Regions from separate parts of the Anser cygnoides genome. Here region 1 is linked to region 2. Evidence: chromatin contacts called from public Hi-C data. All regions are on one chromosome and are shown on one strand. The core of a region is the stretch at or near the end of the contact, and the rest is flanking DNA. Distances in the headings are between cores, read along the strand shown.

Region 1 (4,609 bases), core at 221-2,720, 370 kb before region 2:
TCCTGCAGCCTGCTGATAACTCCCCACACAATGCGGCCGTGCAGATTGGCTGGAGACGATTTGAAGGAATTGCTGACCCTGATACAAGCAGTACTGTTTGTGGCCGGGGATGGGGAAAAAGAGGAAAGAATAGTATGAAGTGTTGGAGCTTTAAGGCTCAGGCTTGCGAGTTCTATCGAAGGAAATGACAATTAAGATGGAAAACAAAGCACTTGTAATTACTTTCATGAAAGTGTAGGGAGGAGGCAGAAATGTGGATTGTACAGGAAGAAGTTTTACTTTCTGGGTCATTTGACTTGTTGGTTGCCAGGAGAAACACAAGAAGCTGGTGAATGATGAGGGAAAAGGTGGAGGCAGAGAGGAGAACGCACGGCTGACCGTGCCTTGTGGGTCTGTGGCTAGCGGCTGATGTACAACTGACCACAAAGAGGTTGTAAAGATGCTGGAACTGGACAGCTTCAGAAATGGCTTTGTGTTGGTTTGTGTTAGCGAGAGCTCTGTTTTCCGTTGGGTTGGTTTGTGCTGGTAATAACCACCTAATAACCACTGATACAGGGAGAGAAATGAAAGCTGCCCCACGAGCAACGTGCGCTGCTTCTTGGAAACTCTCGTGCAGTGAGCAACGTGGAGGAGTATTCCATGAAAGCTTGAAGGTCAGCGATTAAACGAGGCTCTTCCAGCAAAGCTAAGCTCTCTCAGCAAAGGCAGTTGCATCTTGTTGAGTTGCAAGAAGTTTACGAGGGAGGGAAGCATGGGGCACTTGCACCTTGTGTCTCCGGTGGAGGCGATATTTCTCACCCCTGTGGAAAGCCAGGAGTGCTTCTTTGTTTATGTCCTTTCCCCCAGCTTAAGTGTGAGATTCGTCTCGCTGAACTACAGCATAGCTGTCTGCATGGGAGACAGTTGTCCAGACTCCTTTCATAGTCACCAGAGAGGAACAAACACTTCTGGGCCATGATTCATCCGCGCTGAACTGGACGTCTAAAAATACACCGGACAAACTGCCCTAAAAGTGCCTGTTTCTCTCCATTGTTTCTCCACTGTCCAAACAATGGAGGCACACGGAGGCACCTCTGTTGTAGCTGTTTAATGTCAGGAGGGCTGATCCTCAGCCAGAGCGCCTCGTACCACAGCGCAGGTTCTGGGAGGGCTGCTCGTGTCCTCGTTTCTGCCAGACCCAGCCTCTGCGTGGACTGGGGCGGTGGAGCCTGGAAGGCTGTACCTGGGAGCAGGGAGCGGGCAGCGATGTCCCACACAGTGCCGTCCTCCTCCCCTGGCCACTCAGCGGATTCAGAAAGAGACAATCGTCTGCTATAAATAAGGGGCCAAGGGGGATTTGCGCTTTTTCAAGGTCGCCCATCAGGCCGGCAGCAGTGGCGATGACGGCAGGCTCCCAGAGGTGCGCCCGTGCGCCCTGCGGCTGCCTCGCGACCTGCCACTGTCCCAGGGGGGACACCGGCTGCTCGGCTCTTGCTGGCGGATGGCACCCGGTAGGTACCTGTCCCTTTCGTAAAAGGAGCTAGCAAAATGTCATAGGTGTTAATACAGCTGAATTATTGTGTGTCCGCTGGGCCGGTGTGAATGATTGCATGCGTGCTTTTAAGTGGTGAAACCTTAGGGTTTAACCTTCAGGGTTAAATTTGCTTCACTTCAGGCTTGCAGCAGTGTAAGGCAGCATGTAGGATTATTTAATGATCTATGGAAACTCTTGAAACTGACCTATATGAAACTTGCAATTAAACATACTGTTGGACCTCGGAGAGCTTTGGAGTCTCACGGGGAGCTGTGACCTGGTCCGCCCTGAAGCGTGGCTGCTGCTGCTGTGTTATTTAGTGGCATGATAAAAAAAAAAAAGCACCAGCTCTTCTGGAGAAAGCTTAACTTACCTGCACAGGTGAACCACGGAGGGTAAGGATGAACTGTCTCCTGTGTGGAGAACTAATTTGCAGCAGAAAGACTTCCTTTGCCAAGTGAGCTGAGCGACTGGAGGGGAATTTGCTGAAGGAATTTGCTGGTGTAACAGAGAGAGGGAGTACAGGCAAGTACTGAGCGTTAAATGGATCGGCTGCATCTCCAGTTTCAGACAAATACCAGAGCATTCCCTTATCCTTTTTGATAAGAGAGAAAGAATATGATAGCAGGGGAATAGAAAGAGCATATTGTGCGAGCCTGGATCTGAATCCTAAAGTTCTGCATAGGGGGTCCGTGCTTGAGCTCCAAGAGGTGAAGCGAATTGCAATCTGATTCCAGGGAGCACAAAAGGGAAGAGGAGGGAAGGAGCAACCTATTTAATAAGAGCTGGGAGAAAAGCCAGTCTCCAAAAATAAACATTGAAGATCAATTCCAGGTATTTCCTGGTATTGTCATCCTGCTTCATCAACCACTTGGACTGTAACAAGTGGTTTCAAAGATAGCAGACTGACAGGTCTACAGTTGTTTTTCTTTTAAAAAAGGGGAGGGAAAGAAAGGTTTCTGATAGATTGTTTGCAAAACTATTTCTTACGCAGATCTGGGTGGGATGTTGCTGATGAAATACCCCTGGGATGGAGGAGGCAGAGCTTGTTATTGTAAGAGGAAAGTAAGAGCACAGCTGGCTGCATGTTGGAGTAGGGAAAAATTTGAAGCTTCTTCCCATTTATGTGCCAGGGGCACCCCCGCAGTTTCTGAGGGGCAGGAAGCAGATACTTGCGCAACGAAGGTGTGAGCAGACGGTGTTCCTGCAGAGCGGCTGTGCCTTTCTGGTGCTGCAGGCAGGCTTTGTAGGTATCTTCTACAAGTGAAGGCTTCCCCTTTGAATCGTTTGGAAGGGACTCTTAAAGCGTTTCTTCTTGGAAGGGTTCTCAGAAAAGCCAGCCCACCATTTCACTGTACTGAAAGCTGTGCAGGGATTGTAAGGAAACCGAGGCATATCCCGTGCCAAGGACGCGTGTTCGTGGTCACATGCCAGCTCCTTACTGGACTTTCATCTGGGATGGTGTCTCTGGGAGAAAACTGTACCGAAACACGTGCTGGTGTGCTGGGGTTGGCCAGGGATGCCAGACGTGGCTCGTGGCTTACCTCACCTGCTTGGCCGTGGCGCAGCGGCGGTGCTTGCGCAACGCACGTTCTCTGTTGCTTGACTGAACTTGTCCATAAGTAACTCGGTGTTAGTAATCTTGCTGCCTTTCAGCGAGGGAGATGCGCAGGGCTCGCAGGCGTTCATCCTGTTTTGTCTCCGGTGTAAGAAGTCCTGATTCTAAAAGAAAGCGAGCTGGGCAGCTCCGTGGTTCGGGCCCTGGCGAGAAGACTTCTCGTCCTGCACATGCAGAGGGGGAGTGCACGAAACAAGTAAGGCATCCTTCATTCTGAGCTATTTCCAGCTTGGAGTCCTCGGTTTTGCAATTGCAACTGTGTTTTGTTGGTATTGTGATTTATTCTAGCAGGTTAGCGTATAGCACCAAGTTCTTTCTCCTGGGTTTTCTCTGCGCAGTTTGGCTGTTTGGCCCTCTCTGGCAGCTGCACTGGTAGGAATACGGGTGTTTGGCTTGGTTTTCACTGCACACAAAAAGTTATTCTGAAGGTTGAAACTATGCTATAAATTAGAGATTTGGCCTCATGTGTGGATTTTTCTTTTTTCCTAAAGCAACTAATTCTTTGAAAGCAAAGCAAAAGACATTTTGTTGTAAGCAGAAAACAAAAGTGCTCCATTTTGCGGAGCGAAGTGCTGATTTTCTCCTACCACGGAGGGTCCCTGAACATCCAGTGTGGGAGAAAGTGTGGTCGAAGGGCTCTTTTCACATGTCCCAAACCCACACAGGCATGTGAGCATGCAGGTTTTGACAGGCAGGTGCCTAAAAAGACCCCCAGTAGCATTTCTGAGGGAAATTTCAGCGGAAAGAATTACGTGGAAATGAGAAGCTCGCTCTTTGGAGAGGCAGCCCCTTTGGGTCAGAACAGAGGTGTGTGGGGAAAAACAGCAGTTTGCCTTGTTGCAGCCCGGGCTGGACGTGCTTGAGAGAGAATCTGATGAATTCACAGCCGCCAGGCTAGGACCAATCATTAAAATTGTAATTTGCCCTTCAGACGCTGGCAAGCTTCGGTTGCCGTTTGCTGGACAAACCTCTCTTTTGTGTTCCCCTTCCGTCTGCGTAAAGCAGCAAGCGCTGGCGGAGAGCTACTTGCAGCAGGATTCCTCTTCTCTGCTATATTTAGTGATCAAAACAAGTCCGTGATCTTTACAGGAATACTGCCAAAGCAGATAGGACTCGCATGAGACAAGCCCTGTCTCATTTGGCTCCCAAACACACATTGCATTTTGCTTTCCTCCCCTCTCCTGACACCGTCAATGGATCTGTCTGCCGAGGTCTGTTGTGCAAACATTGCGCTGCCATTTCCAGTGATGTTGCTGTAAGAGCAAGCCCTGCCCCAGCGAAAACTCCTGCATTTAGATCACCGCTATCCCCACCTTTCCCTTCTCTTAGTGTCCTGAAAAAGCAGCTTACTGCTTTTCAGAAAGATCCTCCTGACTGAGAACAGCTTTATGATTTAATTGGGAAACTCCAGGCCTTTATTGCTTAGGCGAGGTTCACTCAACAGCATAATCTGCTTGTTAACCATCTGACTGTTTCCT
Region 2 (5,239 bases), core at 328-2,827:
AAACAAACTAATTGAAACAAGGATGTTTCTGAGAGGGTGTAATAACTGCATGAGCATAAGCCATACTGGTAAAAGCTGTAACATTTTCTATGAGGGCTGCTATAACATAACGCTAAAGGCTGGGGACAACATTAACGAAAGATGATTTAAACATACAGTGCGTTTAATCCTTCCTTCACGTAACACAAAAGTCTGTGTGTAGCAGACTTTCAGCTGCACTTTTAAAGCAGCTATCCACAAGTTGCTCAGGGGAAGAGAGATCTGAACGCGGCATTTTGGTCTCCTGACTATAATTGGAATATTTTGAAGTGTTTGCCTCAAACTTAGGAGGAATAACTTGGAGCAACCGCGGCAGATTTTCATGTTTAATATATTTTCATCAAAGCCCTCGCCTCGCTCCGAGTTAATAGCCCCAAAGCCTTTGCTAAATGTAGGCGTGACGACATTTTACATTAGCACAACCGACAAAAATTTGGAGACGTTTCAAGAATGGCCAACAGGCAGCAACAGGGCTCCCCAGCCGCCCACGCTGCTCTTTTCCAGAGGGGGACAGCGAGGTGCCTCGGCGGCCACCGGAGGTGACAGCCCCCCGCGGGCGGGCTGCTCGGGGCGGCGGGCTGAGGGGAGAAGCGGCGGGCAGTTTGTCCGTCTGTCCGTCCGTCTGCCCGGCCGCGGCGGCTGTCAGCCCGCCAAGTTAAGCCGAAATAAGGCTAAAAATTGCCTCGGCCCCGCTGGCGGCGGGACTGTCCCTCTGCCATAGAGGGAACGAGCCGAGCTCTGAGGAAAATTCTCCTCAGGAACGGGGCGGGGGGGTATGGGGGGGGGGGCGCCTCAGCGGCCGCAGCTCCCTGACGAGACGGGGGCGGGCTGGCAGGAGGGCGGCGTGAGAGGGACGAGGAGGGGGGGGGGGGGAACTGCCGCCTTGCGACCAAATAAGGGTAAATTCGCCACCAGCCGGCCGCTGGGAGGTGACACGCAGCGTTTGACGGAACTTTCAGGAATTACAAACACTGCGAGGCGAGCTGCTGCCCCCCCGGCCCCCCTCCCCTGGCGCCCCTCAGGGGCTCGGGATTCGGGGGGGGGGGGGGGGGGGGGGGGGGGGGGGGCGCGCCCAGCCCCTTGGCAGCGCGGCGCGAGTTGCGTAGCGACCACGCCCCGCCCCCGCTTGCCCCGCCCCCTCGCCCTCCTGCCCGCTTCCTATTGGATAACGCTGACGTCGATCCCCGGCCCTCGCGTCTAACGTCCACTGGAACTTTCTAGCAGAGTTTCGGGGCGGGGGGGGCGGGGCGAGCGGGGAGCGCGCGCTGTGATTGGCCCGCGGCCGTGGCGCACGCTGGCAAGCGAGACGGATCGAGAAACAACAGGAAGAAGGCCGGCCACCGCCGCGCGGCGGGGAGGGGCGGGGCTGGCAGGGGGGCGGCGCGCTTCTGATTGGCTAGGAGGCAGGGGGCGGGCGCTCCTCGTGGAGGCGCGGCGGCGATTGGTCGCTCGCGGCAGGCGGGTGTCTGGATTGGTCCGGGGGGTTCTGGCAGGTTCCAGAAGGAGGCTGAGAGGGCTATAAAAGGGGCGCGGACGGCGCTGCAACGGCAGAACGTGCCGCAGAAGGCAGCGGGAGCGGGTGGCGGGGACGTAACCGGGAGCGAACGAGCAGCTGATCGCAGAAAGCCGCCGTCATGTCTGGCAAAGGGCCGGCGATCGGCATCGACCTGGGCACCACGTACTCATGCGTGGGCGTCTTCCAGCATGGCAAAGTGGAGATCATCGCCAACGACCAGGGCAACCGCACCACGCCCAGCTATGTGGCCTTCACCGATACTGAGCGGCTCATCGGCGATGCTGCCAAGAACCAGGTGGCGATGAACCCCACCAACACCATCTTTGATGCCAAGCGCCTCATCGGCCGCAAGTATGATGACCCCACGGTGCAGTCAGACATGAAGCACTGGCCCTTCCGTGTGGTGAACGAGGGTGGCAAGCCCAAGGTGCAGGTGGAGTACAAGGGTGAGATGAAGACCTTCTTCCCCGAGGAGATCAGCTCCATGGTGCTTACCAAGATGAAGGAGATTGCCGAGGCCTATCTGGGGCGCAAGGTGCAGAATGCTGTCATCACAGTGCCTGCTTACTTCAATGACTCCCAGCGCCAGGCCACCAAAGACGCTGGCACCATCACTGGCCTGAATGTGATGCGTATTATCAACGAGCCCACAGCAGCTGCGATAGCTTATGGCTTGGACAAGAAAGGTACTCGGGCTGGCGAGAAGAACGTGCTCATCTTTGACTTGGGAGGGGGCACTTTCGATGTTTCCATCCTTACCATTGAGGATGGCATCTTTGAGGTGAAGTCCACAGCTGGGGACACCCACCTGGGGGGGGAGGACTTTGACAACCGCATGGTGAACCATTTTGTGGAAGAATTCAAGCGTAAGCACAAGCGTGACATTGCTGGCAATAAGCGTGCGGTGAGGCGGCTGCGTACGGCTTGTGAGAGGGCAAAGCGCACTCTCAGCTCTTCCACGCAAGCTAGCATTGAGATCGACTCCCTGTACGAGGGCATTGACTTCTACACTTCCATTACTCGTGCCCGCTTTGAGGAGCTCAATGCCGACCTCTTCCGTGGCACCCTGGAGCCAGTAGAAAAGGCCCTGCGTGATGCCAAGCTAGACAAGGGCCAGATCCAGGAGATCGTGCTGGTTGGAGGCTCCACCCGTATCCCCAAGATCCAAAAACTACTACAGGACTTCTTCAATGGCAAAGAGCTCAACAAGAGCATCAATCCTGATGAGGCTGTTGCTTACGGTGCTGCAGTGCAAGCAGCTATCCTCATGGGAGACAAGTCCGAGAATGTGCAGGATCTGCTTCTGCTGGATGTCACCCCCCTGTCCCTGGGCATCGAGACAGCCGGTGGAGTGATGACTGCCCTCATCAAGCGTAACACCACCATTCCCACCAAACAAACTCAGACCTTCACCACCTACTCAGACAACCAGAGCAGTGTCCTGGTCCAGGTGTACGAGGGTGAGAGGGCTATGACCAAGGACAACAACTTGCTGGGCAAGTTTGATCTAACAGGCATCCCCCCAGCGCCCCGCGGAGTCCCCCAGATCGAGGTTACTTTCGACATAGATGCCAATGGTATCCTGAACGTCAGTGCGGTGGACAAGAGCACGGGTAAGGAGAACAAGATAACAATCACCAATGACAAGGGTCGCCTTAGCAAGGATGACATTGACCGTATGGTGCAAGAAGCAGAGAAATACAAAGCAGAGGACGAAGCCAACAGAGATCGGGTGGGAGCCAAGAACTCGCTCGAGTCCTACACTTACAACATGAAGCAGACGGTGGAGGATGATAAACTGAAGGGAAAGATCAGTGACCAGGACAAGCAGAAAGTGCTTGACAAGTGTCGGGAGGTGATCTCTTGGCTCGATCGCAACCAGATGGCTGAGAAAGAAGAGTACGAGCACAAGCAGAAAGAGCTGGAGAAACTCTGCAACCCGATCGTCACAAAATTGTACCAGGGAGCTGGAGGAGCTGGGGCAGGTGGCTCTGGTGGCCCAACTATCGAAGAAGTAGATTAAAAGGACTGAGTATAGACTGGTTTATGGACAGTCACTCCATTCTTTGCTTTATATTTTTCTAACGTTTAAGAAAAACGTCATTGCCAATAACAGAGTTTATTCTGTTGGGTGTGTATAAAGGCAGATCTATCAGCTTGGTTTTGATAAAAGGGAAGGCACGTCCTGCTTTATAAGGTTAGTAATAGAGAAATTTTGTTAATTCAGATACAGCTACTTGTATTCTGGATGTTTGTCTCTGTTTAAGTGTCTCTTCTAAAGTAACCACGCAACTGTTGCAGTTGACAAGTTTCAAGTTATGCATGGGGAAAAAAAAATATCTTTATGGAAGATGAGAAATGCCAAACTTGGCTTCTGGAAATTTTGGTAATAAATAAAATGTATTTAAAGCATAAGTCTTTCAGCTTCCTTCATTTTGTGGGTGGGGGGTGGAGGGGTGAGTAGATGCCCCCAACCTCCTGAGCGGGGCTGGGGTGGTGACAGGGAGCCCCAAGCAGCCCTGCGGGTGCCTTTCCTGACAGGCACGGAGCTGCCCTGGGGGGCTGAGCTTCCAGCTTCAGGCTGGTGTGGGGGGATTGGGCTGGACTCCCTCCAGCTGTGGAGTGTGGGGCACAGGGCCCCTTGTTGTGCAAGTGCCCCCCGAGTGGAGCGGCATGGAAATGAGCACAATTAGGCAGTTCTGCTTCGGGGACAGCTGGGCTTGGCAATGCAGTGCGTGGCCAGCTATATAAACTGCTGAGTTATTCTTGGGTTGCTTGCGTGCAAGCTGAGCTTTTTTTTTTTATATTGAAAGTGTTTTTCGCTTCCTAAGTTGATCGAAAGTAAGGCTGCCAAGGATCCTGAGCGCAGTAAATGCTGAATAATGAGTCAGGATGCCGAAGCTGATAGAATAGGCAAATTCTGTAGTAGTTAAACTTGCCCAGCTCTTCTCCAAACAGTCTCTGGAGCTCTTGATTTGTTTCAGAAAGCAAAACAGCAGTGTTTGGAGTCAGAGGAGCCGAGAGCTAATTAGCTGTAGTGGAAAGAGCCTGATGACATGCACATTTCGGGCTGCCTTGTCCTTTAAGGGAAAAAACTGCTCGGCAGCGGGCAGTTGCAGGAAATCAGCAGGCTTGCTCTTGTTTGGGTGAGCGGGGCAGGCGCTGCGCCTTCTGCAGCTCCAACAGCTTTCCGGGCTCAAATCCCGTGAGCTTGCAGGTGATAGAGAAAACACCTCTGTGGGACGTTTTGTTATAAGAGGGCAGGCTAAAATAAACTTGCGTAGTGTTTAATACCAGCGGAGATGTGAAAGGCTGGTTTACGAGGCGGATTTCTCTCGGCTGGCTTGCCAAGCGCAGGCTGCTGGTTCGTGCGCACTATCGCGTGGCTACAGAGAGGGGTTACAGTCGCTACTGGAATGCGAGGCTTGTAAAAAGCTTGTTTGATCAGCTGTTGGCTTAAATTACTCAAAACCACTTAAAGTTTATTGAACGGTTCATATGTAAATGGCAGTACAATCACAGTAGGACTTGAAAAGTCCATTACTGCAACTTAAGCACCTGCTGACTACTTAAGCAAAATCTCGGAAGGCTGTAATCAGGCTGGGTGTTTTTGATGTTTAGGTACACAGCATTTTCCTGGCATTCAACCCCTGGATTTCCAGACTGTAGCAAATACAGGACCCC

Evidence for each region. A called contact is a pair of places that touch in the nucleus more often than the background predicts.
Region 1: a contact with region 2 is called in a Hi-C map of liver, with 1.9 times the contacts expected there. The contact joins the promoter of SYNE2 here to the promoter of HSPA2 in region 2. A contact is called at or near these places in 2 of 7 Hi-C or Micro-C datasets (both in liver).

The regions. Positions count from the first base shown.
Region 1 is chr5:59,421,759-59,426,367 of Taihu_goose_T2T_genome, reverse strand. It overlaps SYNE2 (spectrin repeat containing nuclear envelope protein 2), which reads left to right and starts at 1,470. Exons shown (of 119, transcript XM_066998468.1): 1 at 1,470-1,490.
Region 2 is chr5:59,050,043-59,055,281 of Taihu_goose_T2T_genome, reverse strand. It overlaps HSPA2 (heat shock protein family A (Hsp70) member 2), which reads left to right and starts at 1,577. Exons shown (of 1, transcript XM_013183105.3): 1 at 1,577-3,970. The coding sequence starts at 1,674. The coding sequence ends at 3,578.